3 separate regions of the Mus musculus genome follow, and regions 2 and 3 are each linked to region 1. Evidence: chromatin contacts called from public HiChIP or PLAC-seq and promoter capture Hi-C data. All regions are on one chromosome and are shown on one strand. Each heading gives the region's core, a stretch centred on a gene start, on an enhancer-like site or on the middle of the called end of the contact. The rest is flanking DNA. Distances are from core to core; before and after follow the strand shown.

What was found. Promoter capture Hi-C pulls out the DNA fragments that hold promoters and counts their contacts. HiChIP or PLAC-seq counts read pairs in DNA pulled down with a chosen protein or histone mark.
Region 2: a promoter capture Hi-C map of embryonic stem cells shows a contact between it and region 1, with 2.3 times the contacts expected there. The contact joins the enhancer-like site here to the promoter of Mocs2 in region 1. A contact is called at or near these places in 6 of 39 promoter capture datasets (the 3T3-L1 cell line, 3T3-L1-derived adipocytes, embryonic stem cells and 2 more), 1 of 484 Hi-C or Micro-C datasets (embryonic stem cells) and 1 of 115 datasets of contacts at active chromatin or transcription factors (stem cell-derived neural progenitor cells).
Region 3: an H3K27ac HiChIP or PLAC-seq map of bone marrow-derived dendritic cells shows a contact between it and region 1, with 3 times the contacts expected there. The contact joins the enhancer-like site here to the promoter of Mocs2 in region 1. A contact is called at or near these places in 10 of 39 promoter capture datasets (the 3T3-L1 cell line, 3T3-L1-derived adipocytes, the C10 cell line and 4 more), 6 of 484 Hi-C or Micro-C datasets (the G1E-ER4 cell line, cortical neurons, ganglionic eminence and 2 more), 2 of 115 datasets of contacts at active chromatin or transcription factors (bone marrow-derived dendritic cells and bone marrow-derived macrophages) and 1 of 9 other capture datasets (pancreatic islet).

The regions. Positions count from the first base shown.
Region 1 is chr13:114,816,693-114,819,806 of GRCm38.p6, reverse strand. Mocs2 (molybdenum cofactor synthesis 2) reads right to left here and starts at 1,570. Exons shown (of 6, transcript NM_001113374.1): 1 at 1,484-1,570. It overlaps Gm34790 (a long non-coding RNA gene), which reads left to right and starts at 1,583. Exons shown (of 3, transcript XR_382937.4): 1 at 1,583-1,873.
Region 2 is chr13:114,308,729-114,311,842 of GRCm38.p6, reverse strand. The region is part of intron 3 of Ndufs4 (NADH:ubiquinone oxidoreductase core subunit S4); the gene reads left to right. Among named protein-coding and RNA genes, the nearest start is that of Ndufs4, 78 kb to the left of the region's middle. Within about 2 kb of position 1,507, at least 10 of the 459 cell types and tissues checked have an H3K27ac peak or open chromatin away from gene starts, as enhancers often do. A contact at or near this core is called in embryonic stem cells, where this site is marked.
Region 3 is chr13:115,208,047-115,211,160 of GRCm38.p6, reverse strand. No RefSeq gene overlaps it. Among named protein-coding and RNA genes, the nearest start is that of Gm25985, 93 kb to the right of the region's middle. Within about 2 kb of position 1,515, at least 29 of the 459 cell types and tissues checked have an H3K27ac peak or open chromatin away from gene starts, as enhancers often do. A contact at or near this core is called in bone marrow-derived dendritic cells, bone marrow-derived macrophages and myeloid progenitors, where this site is marked.

The DNA.
Region 1 (3,114 bases), core at 321-2,820:
AGAAAAGGACAGAAAGGTTTATAATGTATCTTTTTAACAGCATCTTTCAATTTTTCATCTTAGGCTATAAAAGGCAGAACTTGCATTTTTCTGTCTTAGAAATTAGAAAAATGATTGTAAATTACATAAACATATCTAGGGGGCATCCACTTGACTGCTTTTCTAGTAAATTATCTATGGTGTTCCTTGTGGTACTTGGATGTTTCTAAATACCAGAGTTTTAAATTTTCAAGAATTTTAAAAGAACTAGTACTCTTGTGTGAGAACACACATACGCACACTCACACGTAATTTACACATTTTAGAAACCTTTACATGTTCATCATATGCACTCTATAACGTTAGCTACCCAGGATGGAGACTCTCTAGCTCCTTCCACAGCTCTGACGCTTTGATTTCCTGTGGCACAGAAATGGTCTCCGAGCGAACTCCGGCTATTTCAGCACTTTTTGCAAAATACAACACGTCAATCTGAAAGGAGAGAGGATAGTCTAAATAACCCGCACCAAGAAGGCTCCTCGCTCCCCAAATGCAATGGCTCACAAAACTTCAGTATTGGCCTGGTGGTGGTGACACATGTCTTTAAACCCAGAACTGGGGAGGCAGAAGCAGTCAGATCTATGTGAGTTCAAGACAAGCCTGGTCTACCAGAGTGTAGTTCTGGAGAGCCAGGACTACACAGAGAAACCCTGTCTCGAAAAACATAAACAAACAAACAAAACACTTCCATATATCTATAGATTCATATTTGAGACAAACGCTTTAAAATCACTTCTGATTTCTGCCTACTGTTCAGACCTCTCACAATCTCAAGCTTGTGTGGCAGCATTAAAATCCTACTAAATTTCCTTAGAAAACATGCTAAGTCTGACTTGACACGGAATCGATTCTTCCATCAGCCGCGAAGCAGAGACAGAGGTCTGAGTCAGGGGGTGGATTACACAAGTAAATTAAATAACCCAGTCAGCAAAGGCCTAGCTTTCATTTCACAGTGGTCAAATGACCTTTGATTCCGTCCTACATTACGATTGAGTTACAAAACACAGAACATTTGACATGCAGCAAAGCAAATGGGCTTGAATTACAGGATCAACTGGTAGTTTCTAGGCCAAACCCGTGTAATCAGCCTGGGAACTAAGGGACCTGACTGTGCACAAGGTCTCACCTGTCACTCAGTACAACTCGGTCTCTCCACAATAATCACGGCTGCTGCAAACTATCCTGAGCCTGTCAATCATTGGGTGATGCGCATTTCCTCACAATAATTCCTAACTAGGAGCGTTTTAATTTTAAAAAGTGTCAAAATAAATCATCCGGAATGGTAGGGAAAAAAACCGTCTAGGTAATCGGTCGTGAAGGCCATGACCTGGACACCAGAGTTCGGGGACAGAACTTGACATTCAGCGAGCAGCAGGCGCAAGACCCGGAACCCGGGAGGAGTTAGAGAGGAAGGGGCGCCCCAGCCGCGCGAACCAACTCTTACCTGGCACCTAGGAACCATCCCGCTACACACCGCGAAGCCAGTTCTCCAACCCCTAGAGGCGCCGGTGACTCAGAGCGCATGCGCAGCCGGATGCTCCACCTTCTGGGTGGTGCTCAACCCCGGGCGTGTGGACACTGCGCCTGCGTACACTTCGCTCCGCCCCGCCACGCCTCCTGCACCCACAAAAGTTTACTCTGCTTTTGGATCCCAGTGCTGCGACCTCTTGTGTGACCCGGCAGGGTGGCCTTCCCCAGGCTAACCTATGCGGCCCCTCCATCCAGTGTGGGATCCGGGTTCTTATTCGCAGCGTGGAGACGGTATCTGACTGTCACTTCAGTGTTTTAGGCGCTCAGGAGTTTCTGAGCCAGCGACCCCATCCAGACTTCCTAGGTACACATCTCTGCCTTAGTTGTCGCGTGGGTACGTGGATTTAAGTGGCCCTCGCTGGGCGCTCAGTCCGGGTTAACCGTAACTGTGTTCCAACTGTAATCTTAGTAAAAACCTTACCTTTCAGTTGAGAGTGGCGGGGGGCGTGGCTGGGTCACCTGCTGTAGGAAGTCTCACCGAGGAGATTCTTGTGCCAAATACATTTGCCAAAATAGTAACAAATACGGAAGGAAAGGACATTTCACGTTCTGTGTCAAGCTATGGGAACGTAAAAATTGGGTAATAAATTTCCAGAAGGAAAATAGTTGGCAAGATGGGTGTACTCAGTTCAAGGAAGAAATAGAAATGCAGAAGGGGAAGGGTGGGCAGAGGGGAGTAATAAGCCCGATTATGATTTGCATCAACATTTATTTTGATAAGGTTGCTAAACATTAAGGTTAAATATTTATGTCCACATGCTGTTAGGTAAACGAGGAAACTGACAGTCACTCTGGGCTCCTGGGTCGTTTCCAGTGACAGCAATGAGCAATATCTTCAATAGGCTAAGAAACAATGCATAGTTCAATGTGGTTTTGCAAACAAACTGGTGCATATAAAGGCTAGAGCCTATCATTCCTGCTTGGGGGCGGAGAGGGCAGGTGGGACCTCAAAAATTGCCTAAGAGCTCTTCCTAAAAACTTCCTTTGGTGGACTCAGAGATGAGACAGGGTTAAGCCTGTGCTAGGCTGCTCTGCCAGAGGACGCAGGTTCAATTCCCAGCATCCACATAGGCGGTGCTCAGACACTCATACAGGCAAAACACCCACACACATAAGAAATAAAATCTTAACAAGGACAAAGACAAAGCTCAATAATGTTTTACTCTATTCAAATATTAAAAATCCAATTATGAGACCATGACATCAGGATAATGCCATTCATTTTGAAAATATCCTCTTTATTCTACAAGATTCTTAGGGCTGAGATGTTGCTTAGTGTAAAGTCACAATCCACAGCACTGAACAGTAAAAATTTTTAAAATTCTTTTACAAGTTAAAAGAAATAATGTTTTCAAATGGCACACATTTTCCTGCGGTTTTTCTGTTGATGGATTTAACTTAATAGCTTAGTTAAAAAGAAAAAAAATTCTTTGTCAGCCTATTCCAAATCTTGTTGGGGAAACACGCTGTCTCCTTTCTGAGTTATTAGTGGAGTGAGTCTTTTCAAGGTTTTTGGCCTCTAGTACTTCCAGTTTCTATTCATTT
Region 2 (3,114 bases), core at 258-2,757, 510 kb after region 1:
TGCATATGTAGCAGAAGATGGCCTAGTTGACCATCACTGGGAAGAGAGGCCCCTTGGTATTGCAAACTTTATATGCCCAGTACAGGGGAATGCCAGGGCCAAGAAGTGGAAGTGGGTGGGTAGGGGAGCAGGGCAGGGGGTGGGTAATAGGGAACTTTCAGGATAGCATTTGAAATGTATATAAAGAAAATATCTAATAAAAAATTAATTAAAAAAAAGAAAAAAAAAGAAAACTATTAAACATGTAATGGAACAAGAAAAAAAAGTCAGGAGTTTCTAGACATTTGTGACAGCTTAATTTCTATATATTTATAAATTCTAAATATATTTATAAATTCTAAACGTGAACAAAAATAGCTCTTTAAAATAAAAAAATAGATATTTATTATATAACCACATTGAGAAACAACATTCCAATCTTAAGAAGTGTTTTGCCTAATTTTTTATTTTATTAAAGAGAATTCTTTGGGGGCTGGAGAAATGGCTCAGAGGTTACACTAACTGCTCTTCCAGAGGTCCTGAGTGTAGTTCCCAGCAACAACATGGTGGCTTATAACCATCAATAATGAGATCTGGTGCCCTCTTCTGGCATGTAGGCATATATGCAGGTAGAATAATTATATATATATATAATAAACATATACTATATATATATATAAAATAAATGTTAGAATCCTTCATGTGTTTAGTGACTGGTGTTTTTGCACAACATTATTGGATTTATAAGATTCATCTGTTCTATTAAAGCAACACCTTGGGGTTTTTCAATTGGAGTTTTTAACCTATAAATTCTGAAGTGAAGAATCTCATGTAGATCTTTAATGAATGATGGTTAATCATTGATTTGTAATCAAGTCTCCTTACACTGTGAAGTATCGATACTATATTAATCCTCTGACCCTTGCTTCTCTTGGACTAAGGGAAGCCACTGTGTAGTTTTGTCCTGGTCGACGTCACAGGACTACTAGCTCACCTGGAACTGGTTCCGGATCCGTTTGTTTTCCTTGCTTGCTTGGTGCTCTGACTTAGTCCTGAAACCTGTTGCTTCTGGTTAAAAGGCGTAGTCTTTCTGACAGTCCAGTGGAGAGCACAGGCGCTTAGCAAGTCCTGACTTGTTTTAGCCGGGAGTCGATTCACAAATTTCACTCTAGCCTGTCCAGCTGCTTCTCCAACAACCCAAGAGAGACATTGATCTTCAGACGAGAAGCAAGACCCGAAACTGCTGATGAAGTCTGGGCTTCACTGTGGTGCTTTTCTGGGATTCCTGTATGATACGACCCCTATCAAAACCTTCAGCACAGATTTCTCATGTAGACAAGCTGCACTTTCTGCTTGATTTCTGCATGTTCCTATGTGTCCAAACTATAGAATTCTTAGGGGGAAAAGTATGAACTATTTTCAAATACAGTTTCTTTGGAGTGGAAGGATTCTTTCTAGTTATGGCTGCTTTTGGTCTTTCTCTCATTCATTTTCTCTGTTTTGCTCTGCATGCATTTGTTAGTCAGGTAGATTTCTTAGAAAGGAGTTTCTTTATCATCACTAACTTGGAACCTTGCCAGCTGAGAATTGAGGCAACAGTAGAAAAGTAGAAGTAGAAGTATAAAGATTGGAAGGCATACAGCTGGAGAGGGTAGGGCATGGGAGCTTATGGGAAAGATTGGTATTCAAAGTGAGCCGTGGGATGTGGTTGGGGTGGCCGCCCACATATACAGATGCTAACGGAGGACTCCATAGAAGGAACAATCAAACTGATAAGGAATTTCATACAGCTTACCTGTTCATAGAAACAAGTCTGATTTGACTAGTTACTTCTAAGGCAATAATTAAGAAGTCTGAAAAACAGTTCTGATGATGCCTCACAAGAACTTAAATGGTGAGGAGGTGGGAACCACTGTGTAGACAGGAGAGATGGTTTGAGGTGTTAGAACTGGCACTGAGTTTTGGACATAAGTGATAGGAAGATAAGTCTGGTAACATGCTAAGGATGTGTTGGAACTTAAAAAAGACAGAAAGGTTAAGATCTGGTAGCAATATAACCTAGAAAGAACTATAACTATAGATGAAGGAGAAGGAGCCTGGCACACCAAGCTGAGAGAACGTTTTACCACATAACTTCCACGTATTTCTCCATAAAGCTAAAACAATGAAAATCTGTCATCCTTACAGGAAATGGAGTTGTTGTTCTTCTTCCTTTTTTTTTTTTTTATTCTCATTCTGAACTAAGCCATCGTGCTTGTTGAGACATCAGATCACTCAGTCATGTTTATATTAGCACCTCTGAGGATAGTTTATTAAACTACCAGCTGAGAAATTATATGCACTTTGAAAAGGAACATCAGGACAAAATGATCATTTGTTTTTGGTAGTAATGTAGCCAGCCAATATAAGATTTTTCTTTCCTTACAAGGGGAATTTATGACAGGAATGTATATAATTCTAGGGATCATAATGGAATCCCAGAAAAGTGGCACAGTGACGCCCACCCAGAACTTCATCAGCAGTTTGGGAGACTGCAGATCAGTGAGAGCGCCTTCAGTGTTTGGTTTATATTTCAGATCTTGCTGATGTCCAGTTTACTCAGAATATTTCTTCCTTTTTTCTTCTTCTCAAGATTGAGTAGCATGTAGTGCAGACTGACATTAAGTTCTCTATGTAGTGAGGCAAGACTTTAACTTTTCAAACCTCCTTCCTCCACACCAACGTGCTGAAACTACAGGTGCATGCTTCCCATATGTGGTTTGTATTCAGTCCTGGGGATTAACATAGGAGACATCTAGGCAAGAACTTCACCAGCTAAGCTGTGTCCCTAGCCCTTTACTTGCATATCTCTGACCACATGGTTATACTTCTATAAACATAATAATAACAGCAACATCTTGGAAACTGAGACATTGTAAAAAGTCTGTATGGATTTATAAACTAACAATACCATTCTAAATTGAAGAGCCCAGTTGGATGTCAGGTCTTCAAATGTTTGTTTTTGTTTGAAGTGGACCTCTACCTTTAAAAACCCCACTGTTTAGAGATTTGAGAGTAGGCGCTCTCTTTTTGAGGATTCAGAATATGGAAGCTTCTTAACTGCAATGGTTTAACATCCCATGCAACCCATTGTAC
Region 3 (3,114 bases), core at 266-2,765, 390 kb before region 1:
ATGCGGGTTCAATACAACAATGGTGCACTCTCACAGAAAAAGATTTTAGTCTGTACATGCAGGGTCACATGATCACAGCATGGTATTACACAGCTAAGGCTCCACAGACTGAAACTTGGCATTCCACCCACACATAGTACAGGTTGGTTCTGATTTACAGCTAACAGTGAAAGAGAATGCAGGCTGTCATAGACTGAGAAGGCTTCAAACAGAACTCAAGTAAATGGGAGTAATTGCTACTATATGTATCTTCATGCCCCTTGCCAGAACTCACCATCTTCTGCCACCTCCGGTAACCAAGGAAACGCTGAAAGGCATTTCACTCGGAGCTCCCATGAATTTCCTGTTCGTCATTCTCCGCTGTTGATTTATCACGCTAAGTGACCGGAGTTCTGCAAAGCTAGTTTCAGGAATCGGCTGCAGGATCAGCAAAGTATACCCACAAACAGAAGTGTGTGTTTCTAATTTTTACTTTTTAAACTTTTCATTTCTAGTGTTATTGATCTTATTGTTCATATTTTCATCGAAAAGATTAAAAGTCTGATAGATTTTCCCTGGGCTCATGTGGTTTTCTGTTTGGTTGGTTGGTTGGTTGGTTGGTTGGTTGGTTGGTTGGTTGGTTTTGGTTTGTTTGTTGACAAACAGAAAAAAAAATTAAAGGATTTAAAGAAGGAAAAATATAAAGCCTTCCTAAGAAAACACATAATGCATCTTAAAAAGAGAGAAAGGCTGGGAGCAGTTTGTAATTGTAATAGTTTGGTATTGTGGAAGGATACACATCTTCAGGAAATCACAGAGCAATGACAGTGGAAGCTAGAGGACCTTGACCTTGATCCTCTGACTCCTGAGACACCAGGTTCCAACATGCAGCCTTCAGAGACTTGCTGCGGGAAAAGAAGAGGAAGGTATGAGAGTAAAGATAACTCTTCACATCTCATATCTATGATTATTAACAGTAGCCAGCATATTTCTTGGCCAGCATAGTATGCCCATTATATTAATCCCACATTCTGAATGGGTCAATGAAAATAGCATCAGTGTTGTTACTACTAAAATTCACTCTTCCTTATCTAAAGTGTCTCTGCAAGACAGAGTCCCCCACCTCTACAAAACAAACCCCAACTCAGTTCCAGTCTGAAACTTGGAAACCCAGATGTACAAGCCCAGATCTAGATATAGCCACAGCCTCAACTTCACCACAACTTCTGGTTTCTGAATCAGCAATTCATACTTACAAAACAGACATATGAATAAATGTGTTAAATCACAAAGAAACTAGTTTGACGTTGTCTTCTGTTTTAGTCTTCTGGGCACACTCTTAAAATAAATATAAATTCTTTTCATCCTATATCTATCCAATTTAAGTTTGGCATATAGTTTAGTATATCCACAGGTGAACCAATAAGGTTACTTTAGGTTAGAAAGAGAGTGTGCCATCACCTAAGAACTGAATGGAATGCCATCCCTTGTCAACTGTGGTTTAGATGAGCATCTTCAGTCAACGGGAAGAGATAAGTCATACTGTTTCTTAGAGGCTCATTCTGTTGTAATGCTTATCTTGGGTAATCTGCGCTGACTGCAATACTAGTATTTCCCCATATTTCTCACATCCTCAAAAATTAACAGATCATGGAGTTTATATTTAAGAGTGATATCTCCTCATTGATTTGAAAAGATCAGAGTACTCTTAGACACACCCTGAATAAAAACATGGTATTAATAATGTGGCAAGCAGATGCAGTATACTGAATTGATAAGCTCAGCCAGCCTAAATATACTCATAACTGCTTTTGATTCTGAAAAAAAAGGGTATATTAAGACCAGGAACAATTATCATCCCCATAGCTACAATTACAAACAAAGTGGTTGATTTATCATAGACTCTCAGTAAAGACGTATTGATTGACAGAATGAATGACTAAACGGCTGAAAAATAATTTAGCATGTCAAGATAGTTTTAGTTGAAGAATCATAATCGATGCAACATCTAATTTGCTGTTAGAGAAAATGGGCCAGGAGGAGGAGGAGGTGCCAGACAATTTGTGATCTTGTTGATATTACTAATTCATTAGAAGATACAAAGTGAAACCCAAAACATTCAATTATGTGTGCAATGATAGGTCTTTCCTTGCTGATTATTTTCAAGTAACTGTAAGTTCAAAACAAAGTGTAAGAGCAGAGGTTCTAAAAGCCTCTACCAAATCTCTACACAATGTAGAATTCCTGGCTGTAAATCAATAGTATTTTTATTTTCCTTCACATGTGTGTTTATGTGTATTTAGATCTATGCAATTTTATCACCTGAAAATTTACAAGATCCTCAATAATGTTCTTTTTGTGTGGTGTGTATGTGTGTGTATGCATATGTGTATGTGTGTTCAAATATATTGTATAAATAGATGAAAATAGGTCATTTAACTAAAAAGGGTACTGGAAAAGGGGAAGGACTGAAAGAACTAAAGGGGTTTGCAACCCAATAGGAAGAACAACAATATCAACCAACCAGACACCCCAGAGATCCCAGGGGCTAAATCACCAACCAAAGAGTACTCATGGAAGGACCAATGGCTCCAGTTGCATAAGTAGCAGAGGATGGCCTTGTCGGGCATCAATGGGAGGGGCCACCCTTGGTCCCATGAAGGCTACATGCCTTGTAGGAGAATGCCAGGGTGGGGAGGCTGGAGTGGGGAGGATAATACCCTCATAGAGGCAGGGGGTGGTAGAATGGAATAGGAGTCTTGCAGAGGGGATACCTGGAAAGGGGATAACATTTGAAATGTAAATATAGAAAATATCCAATTAAAAAAGAAGAAGAGATTTTAAAGGAGGGACAAGGAAATAAAGAGAACATGTGGTACATTACAATAAAGCAGAAGGAACCGCGCACTGGGAGCAGGAAGAACTGCTAGAGAAAGGGGAATGAGTTAGGGAACAGGAGACCAATGAGATTAAAGTATGCATAAAGGTGCCAGAGTGAGCCCCTTATGTATTCTAGGTGACTGTGGGAGACTACTAGAGTTAAAATTGTCACCAGCCTCTAATTGGCTACACTACTGGGCCACCATGGGGGATCAACTGTAGGCTCAACAGGAAGCAAAGTTTGTACCTGACTCT